Linked DNA regions of Gossypium hirsutum: all the other regions are linked to region 2. Evidence: chromatin contacts called from public Hi-C data. All regions are on one chromosome and are shown on one strand. Each heading gives the region's core, a stretch centred on a gene start, on an enhancer-like site or on the middle of the called end of the contact. The rest is flanking DNA. Distances are from core to core; before and after follow the strand shown.

Evidence for each region. Hi-C and Micro-C count contacts between places; a contact is called where the count stands out from the background.
Region 1: a Hi-C map of leaf shows a contact between it and region 2, with 2.5 times the contacts expected there. The contact joins the promoter of LOC107919776 here to the promoter of LOC107920064 in region 2. A contact is called at or near these places in 2 of 34 Hi-C or Micro-C datasets (both in leaf).
Region 3: a contact with region 2 is called in a Hi-C map of leaf, with 4 times the contacts expected there. The contact joins the promoter of LOC107918756 here to the promoter of LOC107920064 in region 2. A contact is called at or near these places in 2 of 34 Hi-C or Micro-C datasets (both in leaf).

The regions. Positions count from the first base shown.
Region 1 is chrD13:24,132,482-24,135,960 of Gossypium_hirsutum_v2.1, reverse strand. It overlaps LOC107919776 (arginine decarboxylase-like), which reads left to right and starts at 1,634. Exons shown (of 2, transcript NM_001327161.2): 1 at 1,634-3,479. The coding sequence starts at 2,110.
Region 2 is chrD13:24,424,644-24,428,238 of Gossypium_hirsutum_v2.1, reverse strand. It overlaps LOC107920064 (bZIP transcription factor 29), which reads right to left and starts at 1,978. Exons shown (of 5, transcript XM_016849572.2): 1 at 1,661-1,978; 2 at 127-1,531; 3 at 1-52. The coding sequence starts at 1,391.
Region 3 is chrD13:24,114,800-24,118,058 of Gossypium_hirsutum_v2.1, reverse strand. It overlaps LOC107918756 (30S ribosomal protein S31, mitochondrial), which reads left to right and starts at 1,569. Exons shown (of 1, transcript XM_016848340.2): 1 at 1,569-2,006. The coding sequence starts at 1,584. The coding sequence ends at 1,898. LOC107918758 (NADH dehydrogenase [ubiquinone] 1 beta subcomplex subunit 9) reads right to left here. Exons shown (of 4, transcript XR_001690221.2): 2 at 3,256-3,259; 3 at 2,626-2,759.

The DNA of each region.
Region 1 (3,479 bases), core at 385-2,884, 290 kb after region 2:
CAGAATTCAGTTTGAAACTTTAAATCGAAAGTTATGTTAGTCTCGATTTTAAGGACTAAATTGAATAAATTATAAAATTTATGTAAATTGACAATTAAGTGTGAATTGATTGGTGATTGATAGAGCTATATGTTTTATGTTAATTTGTAGCTAACGCCAATTGGAAAATGTTCAAAGACATTTTGGTAAACAGAACCTTATCAGTTTAGAAAATATTTTATTAAAAAAAAGTTGGTAAAATATTTTACGGGACTAAAGGGATAGTTTTATGTTGACTATCTTATTTTACATGAAACAAACATAAAAAAAGATTAAAAATATTTTCCGTAACGAAACAAACTGAATCCGATTTTTATAATTTTTTACATATAGACTTTTCACCTATATTATAGATTTGTGATGATTTAGTATCGATAATTATAATACATAATTCAATTAACATCACTTTTACAAATAAATATAAATGTAGTTCCAACAACTTGTTTATGAAAAAAAACTAGGAAACAGACCATAAATGTAGTTTCAGGAACTATCCATTAATGCGTTCCACGTGACATCCACGTGAATATCTCTATCAAGAGATCCAATTTTATTTTCTTAAATTACAATTTATTCGCTAAAAACCGTAATAAACAAAAAAAAAAACCTACCCAATCACTATTACATAAAATCACAGTGTTTTACCAATATTGATTTGATTCAAAAAATTTAAATTATTTTTAAAAATTTAAATTTATTTAATTTTTCAAGTTAATTCAAATAATTAATTTGAGTTTTGATTTTGACTCTTGTTAAATTTTACAAATCGAATAACTTAAATAATAAATTGGTATAAGTACTCTTTTGATTCCTGCTTTTGAAAATGAACATATTGATCTCTTATAACAAAAAGTTTCAAAATAATTTTTAAAAATCCAAATATTTATAAAAATTCAAAATTTTTATATTTTTTAAGAATATAAAAATTCTAAAACAAATCTAAAAAACATATAACAGAAATAACAATAATCTCGAGGATCTAAATAAGTAAATTAATGATCTAAGTTATACTAAAGTATTATTTTTCTCTTATTAACTTTGAAAGAATTTTTTAATATATATGATTTTAAATTTATATGCTCTAAAATAGAAATAATTATATGATAACAAGATACTAATTTAACATTTTTTTAATTTAACTCTAATAATATTACTCGATTCGATTCAAATTTTATTTCAATTAAAAAAATTCAAATTAAACTAAAGTAATAAAATGAGAGTCAAGTTTAATAGGAATCCAAACAATGACAAGCTTTGTACGACATTTTTTGTTTTTACGATAAAATTCATCCTTATCGTTCCATTTGCCTTTATTTTTCTTCCATAAATGAAATATGGACCCCGTATTGCTCAGGCCACGCGGCAACCCGACGCAGATCAACCGTTTGCAAAACGAATCTCTGTATCAACGGCCCAAAAAAACCCCCAAAAAGCGAATTTTTAATATTTACAATTTTTTTCGTTTTGAGTAAGATTGAAAAAACGCGAGAAATTGATCAAATATAAGTTCGGGTACCCGAAGTCCAACCCCGTAGCCCAAGTATGCCCGTGAAACCGCCTATATAAAGGAGGCATCTTTGCTCGAGCAATTCTCGCTCACTCAACCAGTTCTAACGTATTCTTTGAATATTATTTCTATAATAATATCAAAGCCCTCCCTGTTTTTTTCTCTGATTTTCCCTCATTTTCCGGGAAAATCTTTTTTCTTCCCCATTCCGCTAATCTCATTTACTTCTTGTTTTCTTACTCTTTTTTTTTTTGCGTTTCAAGATCTGCATGGTGAAGTCCATTTTCGCAGCATAAATTTTGTTCCTTTACATAAAAAAAAAAAATTCCAACTTTAAATCTATTAAAAGTATTCTTCTGAAGGGATCGGCGTGGGGATTTTGAAGTTTAGGGTAAAACGGAAGTCTTGCTCCGGTTGTAATTGAGTCCTCTACTGTTTCTTTTGAGGGAGTAGCCGGGGCCTCGGCCTCGGCGGGTTTTAAAGCTCCCACCTTTTGAAACCTATTAAATCTTAACCTTTTTTTTTCGAATCTTCGTTTAGTTAGTCTCAGATTCATTGTAGGGATGCCGGCCCTGGCTTGCTGCGTAGATGCTGCTGCCGTAGCGCTTCCTGGTTACGCGGCTTTCATTGCTGGGGACAGCTCCCTTCCCTCGGCGGTCCCTTTTTCCGCCTCCACGGCCGACGCCGCTGATTCCAACTCAACCCATTGGTCCCCAGCGCACTCCTCCGCTCTCTACCGCATCGACGGATGGGGAGCCCCCTACTTTTCCGTCAATAACGCCGGCAATATCACCGTTCGTCCGTACGGAACGGACACTCTGGCCCACCAAGAAATCGATTTGCTGAAAATCGTTAAGAAAGTCTCGGATCCGAAATCTGTGGGCGGGCTGGGTTTACAGCTTCCCCTCATTGTTCGGGTGCCCGATGTGCTGAAAAACCGGCTCGAGTCTCTTCAATCGGCTTTTGAATCAGCCATCCAAGCCCAAGGCTACGAGTCTCATTACCAAGGCGTTTATCCCGTGAAATGTAACCAAGATAGGTTCGTTGTTCAAGACATAGTTAAATTCGGGGCGCCCTTCCGCTTCGGGCTTGAGGCCGGGTCAAAACCCGAACTTCTCCTTGCCATGAGCTGCCTTTGCAAGGGAAACCCAGAGGCGTTATTGGTCTGCAATGGTTTCAAAGATGCTGAGTACATTTTCCTTGCCTTGCTAGCAAGGAAGCTCGCGTTGAACACTGTAATTGTTCTTGAAGAAGAGGAGGAGGTGGATTTGGTTATTGAAATAAGCAAGAAACTTTATGTTCGACCCGTGATTGGAGTCCGAGCCAAGCTGAGAACCAAACACTCGGGTCATTTCGGATCCACCTCGGGTGAGAAAGGTAAGTTCGGGTTGACAACGATCCAGATTTTAAGGGTTGTTAAAAAGCTTCAGGATTCGGGGATGCTTGATTGTCTGCAATTGCTACACTTCCATATTGGATCCCAAATCCCTTCAACAGCTTTGCTTCAAGCTGGTGTCGTCGAAGCTGCTCAAATCTATTCCGAATTAGCCCGTCTTGGTGCTGACATGAAAGTTATTGACATTGGAGGCGGCCTTGGAATCGATTACGACGGGTCAAAATCCGGTAATTCTGATCTCTCTGTTTCTTATGGCCTTCAGGAATATGCTTCAGCTGTTGTTAATGCTGTTCGGTTTGTCTGTGACCGTAAATCTATCAAGCATCCAATTATCTGTAGTGAAAGTGGTAGAGCTATTGTTTCCCATCATTCTATTTTGATATTTGAGGCTATTTCTGCTACTGCTCCTACTACCCCAGCAATGAACCAAGTTGACCTTCCATTTATTTTGGAGGGTCTCTCGGAGGATGCTCGTGTCAATTGTTGGAACTTGAGCCAGGCAGCAATGAGACATGAGACTGAGACCTGTTTCGTTTA
Region 2 (3,595 bases), core at 729-3,228:
CCGCATCTTCCGTTCTTTGGAACGAGCAGCAGACTGACGATTGGCCAAAATCCTTCAAAAGCCAAACAAAATATGTTTAAGTGAAATGCTTTTGTTATCAAGCAATAGACTTGAACAATAGGATACCTCTTTGCGCGCTTTGGATCAGTCATTGCAATCTCAGCAAGCTTCTCATTTGCCATAATTTTCTTCAATTCAGCCTCGGTGAACTCACCATTTCCAAACTCCAAACTAAAGGCAGCCGAATTCCCATCGATTGAATTCCTAGGTGAGAGTTGTCCGAGCCGATTCCCCGGTGAAGGTGGTAACTTTGGAGATTCATCACCAAAGTTCAAATTCCCTATAAAACTATCCATTGAAACACTTCTATAATGTCTACCGCTCGGAGCAATGTCTGCTCCTGCGGCCCTTTTGTTCCCTTCCCTCTTCTCGGTCGAATTCATTCCGCCACGCGAACTGTTCCCGCTTTCATTCACACTGCTTTCAGCTTCGTTATCACTGCTATCAACACCATTCGTCTTCGTTCCACTTGCTCTGCTATCCAAATCTTCATGATTCTCATTACCATTATTGTTCTTACCGTCGCAAGGATTCAACGCATCCATGTTATCCAAATTCATATAAGCCGAAAACAAATCATCGACAACTTCCCCTTCTGATTTCCTCTCACCCATTCCTTCACCGTTGCCATCACTGGTTTCCTTTTTCACCAACTGAGCTGGCTTACTAGAACCCCTTAAAGGAATAAGAGGCGGCGAAAATTGCATTATCGTATTAAACCCAAACGGAATATCACTACTGGAGCGCCTATGCGATTTTCGCGGCGGCAAGCTTTCCCCAAGCCGTGGAGAATTCGCCTTTGAAAAAGGCGACGGTGGCAACAAAGAATGTGAAGCAGCTGCATCCCTTTCATCCATCGACACATCGGTGGAAACTTGGTCTGAGACTGCCATGGATGAAGAATCACGAAACGGGGAAGGGCTTAAAGGGGGCAATGAATCGAGTGAAAAGAAGGATGAAGGCTGAGACAAAGACCGCGAATGAGTTGGTCCCGAGTTAAAACTCTGAGAACCCATTTGCTGGTTTGAAGGGCGGGACATGGGGATCTGCGAATAAGGTGAAATGGGTGGGATCTGGTTGGGGTGTGAAGGAGGGATACCAACTCTTTTGTTAGTAGCACCATCACCGGTACCAGCAGCAGCACCGCCGTTAAAGTTTTGGCCAAAATGAGAGAAATGTCTAGCAGCTCCTCTGATTTGATTAGGATTCAACTGAGGTATCTCAAGATGATTCATCGATAAAGGTTGCTTAGGGATTGAAGATGATGATGTTCCAAATGAAGATTGAATCCTTTGCATCACATCAGTGTTACCTTCTTCACCATCACCCATAATTTCTTCTTTTCTTTCTTACAAACAATGATGACACAAAAACTCAAAAAGATGAAAACTTTGGACAATTAAAAGCTTAACCCAGTTCACTCCAAAACAGAAAAACAACAACAATATGAGCAAATCAAACTCACCAGAATCTGCAAAAAAAAAAAGAAAATGTGAGATAGAGAGAATTTGACAGTAGAAACAAAAAAAAGGGGGGGGTAAAGATACAGTGGAATCCGCAGAATTTAGAACAATGAATATAAAAGTAATGTCTTAAGTACCTTGTAATTATAGGTCAAAGCAAGGGGAAAGAAATGAGCAAAAACAATGGCCGTCCGGCGTAATTTAGCAAAAAAACAAATGGGGCAGCGGAGGTGCAAGTTAGCAAGGTGGCAACACCACCAAAATCTCCGCCGAATTTAGCGGCAGGCGCTTTCTCTCTCTTAATTTCACAGTGGAAAAAAATGATTTAAAATATTAGAAAATTTGGGTTTGGGTTTCTCGGTCTAGAAACCTTGATAAAGGGAAAAAAAAGGAAATATTTTCTTGTGAAATTTAATTTAATTTGTGGGGGTTTCGATGAAGGGGACACGGATTTCATGACATGCACGTAATCGACGCGTGAAATTAAAGAAGAAAAAGGAATTTCATTTGAATTTGCATTTAGGGGGGTTTGCATTTCAATTTCATTCCGACCTCTATATCCGCAGCTTATTTAGCAATCATATTTTATTTTTCCACTTTTACTATGTGTTTCAATGGAATATATTCCAATCGAATGTGATTCATTAAATTATTTAATTTAACATTTTCACATTTTGATGAAATATGGTGCATCAATGTATTTTGCTATTGTGAACGTAAATAATTTATAATTTTTGTAAATGCAGGTACTATTCAGATTTTTTTTTTTTAAAAATTTCAGTGTCTTTTTCAATTATTTAATTATTATTTACTACATTGTTGTTAAAGGTCTGATAAGTGCCCTACAATTATTAAGTAAAATGTTAAAAAAGAAACACATAAATATGTTTTTAAAATTACCTATACATTATCATATCCTAAAAGTAAATAGTATTAATCTTTATTCATAATTGTATATAAATTGGAATCATCTTAATGCTAATGAAAAATATATTTTAAAATTATTATAAAATATTTACTTACTTTTAAACAATAAATTAAAACCATAGAGATAGAGAACAGAAGTCAGAAGAACATGCAACAATTATGTTTTCATTATGAATAAGTTGAATAAAAAAAATGTTAATTTTGTCGCACCAACTCTTATGTACTTTCTATTAAATCCATTACTATTATATTTTTCAATATTATTAAACATACCTATTTAATTATATATATCTAATCATATAATAAATTATTTATTGTTTTAATAAATTATTTAATGTTTCAATTTTATTTTAATATTATTTAAAATTATTATTAAATAATATTTTAATAATAAATATTTTGTAGTATAAAGCTTAAAATATGATATAAGTCTATATACTCTTTACAAATTTAGAATTTAGTCCCTCTACCTTTCAAATTGAAAATCATGTCTAATTGTTAACCTTGTTAAATCTTTTTGGCAACTTTGTTGATGTCATATTTTTAAATAATAAATACTCGGTATTCATGTAACTAAAAAATGACAACATGAATTTAACAAAATATTTTTAATAATGCTAATAGCTGAACTTGAATTTTGATATCTAAAAAGTAGGACTAACCCAAAAATAAATGTACATGGACTAAATTTCAAATTTACGAAGAGTACAATGACTTATGACATATTTTAACCTAGTATAAGAATATGAATATTTTAATTATATAAATATGAGTATTTGCTTAAATAATGCTTAGCTTCATTTATCCCTTACAACTCTAATGTGTCAATATGTACTCTCATATGTGTAATATATGTAATTTAAATTAAGTTTTAATTAAACATTATTTATGATTAAGTTTATATATGACATTGATTATTACAAATTATTTTCTTATTATAAAATAAATTTCAACTATTAAAAGGAAATTGCACTATAATATTTTATAAAAAATATATTTATGTTGTGTTTAATTTACAAAAAACAATATAAAATATAAATTTATAAATATAAAATAAACTCAATTAAACAATGAAAAGATAAGAAAATTTCAAATGTATATTTGTTTTATTGGAAACAACTTTTATAAAATATTATTAGGAAATC
Region 3 (3,259 bases), core at 320-2,819, 310 kb after region 2:
ATAATTATATTAAGAATGTTATTAAATTATATATTATCATTTTTATTAAATTGTTTTTTATAATAATTATATTAAAATATGATTAAATTTATTATTATTTTTATTAAATTATATTTAATAATAATCATGTTAAATTTTAATAACAATAACAATAATCATCTACCTAAAAAAAATTCTGCTAATAGTACTTTGGTCATTTAAGCCTTTTTCCTTATGCTATTACAAATCCTATGATTAGCTTTTCAGGAAATTTCCAAACGAACAATTTCAACGAAATCTATCAATTTCTTATTTTACTATGTTCAACTCTATGTATTCCTCTATCCGTAGAGTAAATTAAATGTACAGAAATGGCTATAGCAGAGTTTCTGTTATTCGTATTAACAGCTACTCTAGGAGGAATGTTTTTATGCGGTGCTAACGATTTAATAACTATCTTTGTAGCTCCAGAATGTTTCAATTTATGCTCCTACCTATTATCTGGATATACCAAGAAAGATGTGCAGTCTAATGAGGCTACTACGAAATATTTACTCATGGGTGGGGCAAACTCTTCTTTTCTGGTTCATGGTTTCTCTTGGCTATATGGTTCATCCGGGGGAGAGATCGAGCTTCAAGAAATAGTGAATGGTCTTATCAATACACAAATGTAAAATTCCCCAGGAATTTCAGTTGCGCTTATATTCATCACTGTAGGAATTGGGTTCAAGCTTTCCCCAGCCCTTTCTCATCAATGGACTCCTTACGTATATGAAGGAGTGTAGTTCGTTCGATAAATTCCTATAGTGATCAATCAAGCTAACAATTATAATTCATAATTAACTTTAATTTTTTTAAACAATCTCATTATAGGTTTTGATCATATTTGTTCTTTTTGACACAATGCCTAGAACTACCCATAACTTCTCTCCGACCCATAAATAGGAGGATAATGAGCTTTAGCGCACTCGAACCCACGTCCTCCTACATTAGCAACAATGCCCATATCAATTGAACTAGGACTCAATCAACTAATTACCTTTAAATTTTAATTACCTAACAATAAGTCTATAAATAGGCTTTATCAACTTTCAAAATGAAAGTTGAACTTTTTTTTTCTTATAGCTTTCATTAAGAAAAAAAGAAAAATTGATATTTTTTTTGAAAAATGTAAACTTTACTTTCTTAGATTAATTTTAATTTTTAATTTAAAGATATTTTATTTATAAATATTATTATTTTTGATTGATTCTAATATCAATTATAATATTTTTAAAAGTGATACTAATAATTTAATTTTTAAATTAATAATTATTTTTAAAATATTAAAATTATTAAAAATTTATATGAACTAATTTAATAAATTTTAATTATTAAATACAAAAATTTCGTGCTTTACATAACAAAGTTATGAAAAAGACTTAGTTAAAACAAAGTTTTTTTTTTTTAATTTTTGAAAATAAAAAAATAAAGTAAAATATATTATAACCGAGGCGAGGCCGCGAGGGTACAAAAAAAGTGGATTAAATGAAAGCAATGTAAAATGGGTCCAAATAGAAAAGAGGGTTGGTTAAAAAGTAGCCCAAAAGAAAATATAAAGCCCAATGATTCTATTTCTAGGCTTCTATTGTCTGCCTCCGTTACTGATAGATAGCCGTGGAAATGGCGTTACTGTAGCAAGGAGAGTGGTGATGAAGCAGTGGCCTCCTCTATCATCGGCTTCGCCGATTGAAGTAATGGCGTCGCCGCGGGCACCGACCCTTTGCGGCCGAGGAGACAAGAAGACGAAGAAAGGGAAGAGATTCAAAGGATCGTACGGGAACGCCAGACCCAAGAAGGAGAAGAAGATTGAACGTATCAAAGACAAGGTCGAAGTTCCCAGGTCCACCCCTTGGCCTCTCCCCTTCAAGCTCATCTGATTATTTTTCAAAATCTATGCGTTTTTTCTCTTTTTTAATAGCTGTAATAATAAAGCTAAAATTTTTGTACAATTTTCAGGGTTTTTATTATTAGTAGCTTTGCTTTTATATTTGTTGGTTTAAGTTCTAGAAACAATTTTAAGTGTTTGAATGGTTGTTGCATAAGAACCAGAGAAAACCCTAATTATTATATGCAGCAATTATTAGTAGTTGTGGAAGCAGAGCCCCTAGGAAACTGTGAGTCTTTTTCAGATAAGCTGAATTAGGAGTTAGAGTGGTCTTGAGTAAGATACCATTCATGAGTTGAAAATTGGGAATTTAGGAGTGAGATGACGGTTCTTCATGGTAAAAGATTTATGGTTTTAGGAAGAACCAGATTTATGGATGTTTACTTGAATGCATGTCCCTGGTTTAATTCAAGGGCTTGGTTTTCATCTGCTGCAACATAAAGCATGGCCTCAGAAAAAGTTTAGGTTAGGAGAGGCAATTCCGGTTGCCATAGGCCTCATAGATAGATCCCCCATCAAATGAGGTTGCTGCCCAGAGTACCGAAATTCTAGTGCAGACCCTAAACAGTCAAATAATGAACCTTTGAAGATATATCTCGTATCCAAAATTTTGGACGGTATGTCATATTTCATAATAGCTGTACTGGATATAGGTTTTTTTTTTTTTTTAAAGTTTCATAGTTAATCTGATTTAGAATAAGAGAGGAGAGATCATTTACCTTTTGCTAAAAATCAACATTTGCAAACCCCTGCAGTACTTTGTTGCCTGTGTTTCCCAAAGTTACATGTGAGCTAAGGAACAAGCATCTGCCTCAGAGCTCAATGTTCAAGTGACTCAATTCTCCTTTAATCTCTGTAGAATGTCAAGTAAAAAACACTTCAAAACCTGCATTAGCGCATGATGAAACCCAGTTTCATGTCTTTAATATTTTCTATGGTGAAGGGTTCCAAGATTCGAAATACAAATAAATTGGTGGTGACCCTATTTGAAGTCATTAAGATTATATTGCCTGCTACCACCATTATCATTAGGCTTCCTTGCAATTTCTACGATAAAAATAACCCGAAAAACATGCAAATACACGACCTTGTCAAAATCCATTTAACAAAAATTATTAATGTAATAAAAAATTAAACACAATTTGAATGTAATAATACAAACACAAAATGAATTGCCAGGTCTAAATGCAGTAGCCAAGTAGACAAAAAGATGCATGTAAAATTTTGACAAAAATAGTTTTCACAAGAAAGGATTCATGATCTTCCTACTTCAATCAATCTGAACAATTATCTAATAAAAAGAAACCCAAACACTGGCACATTGCAACAAGTGCAAAAGAAGCACCAACATGA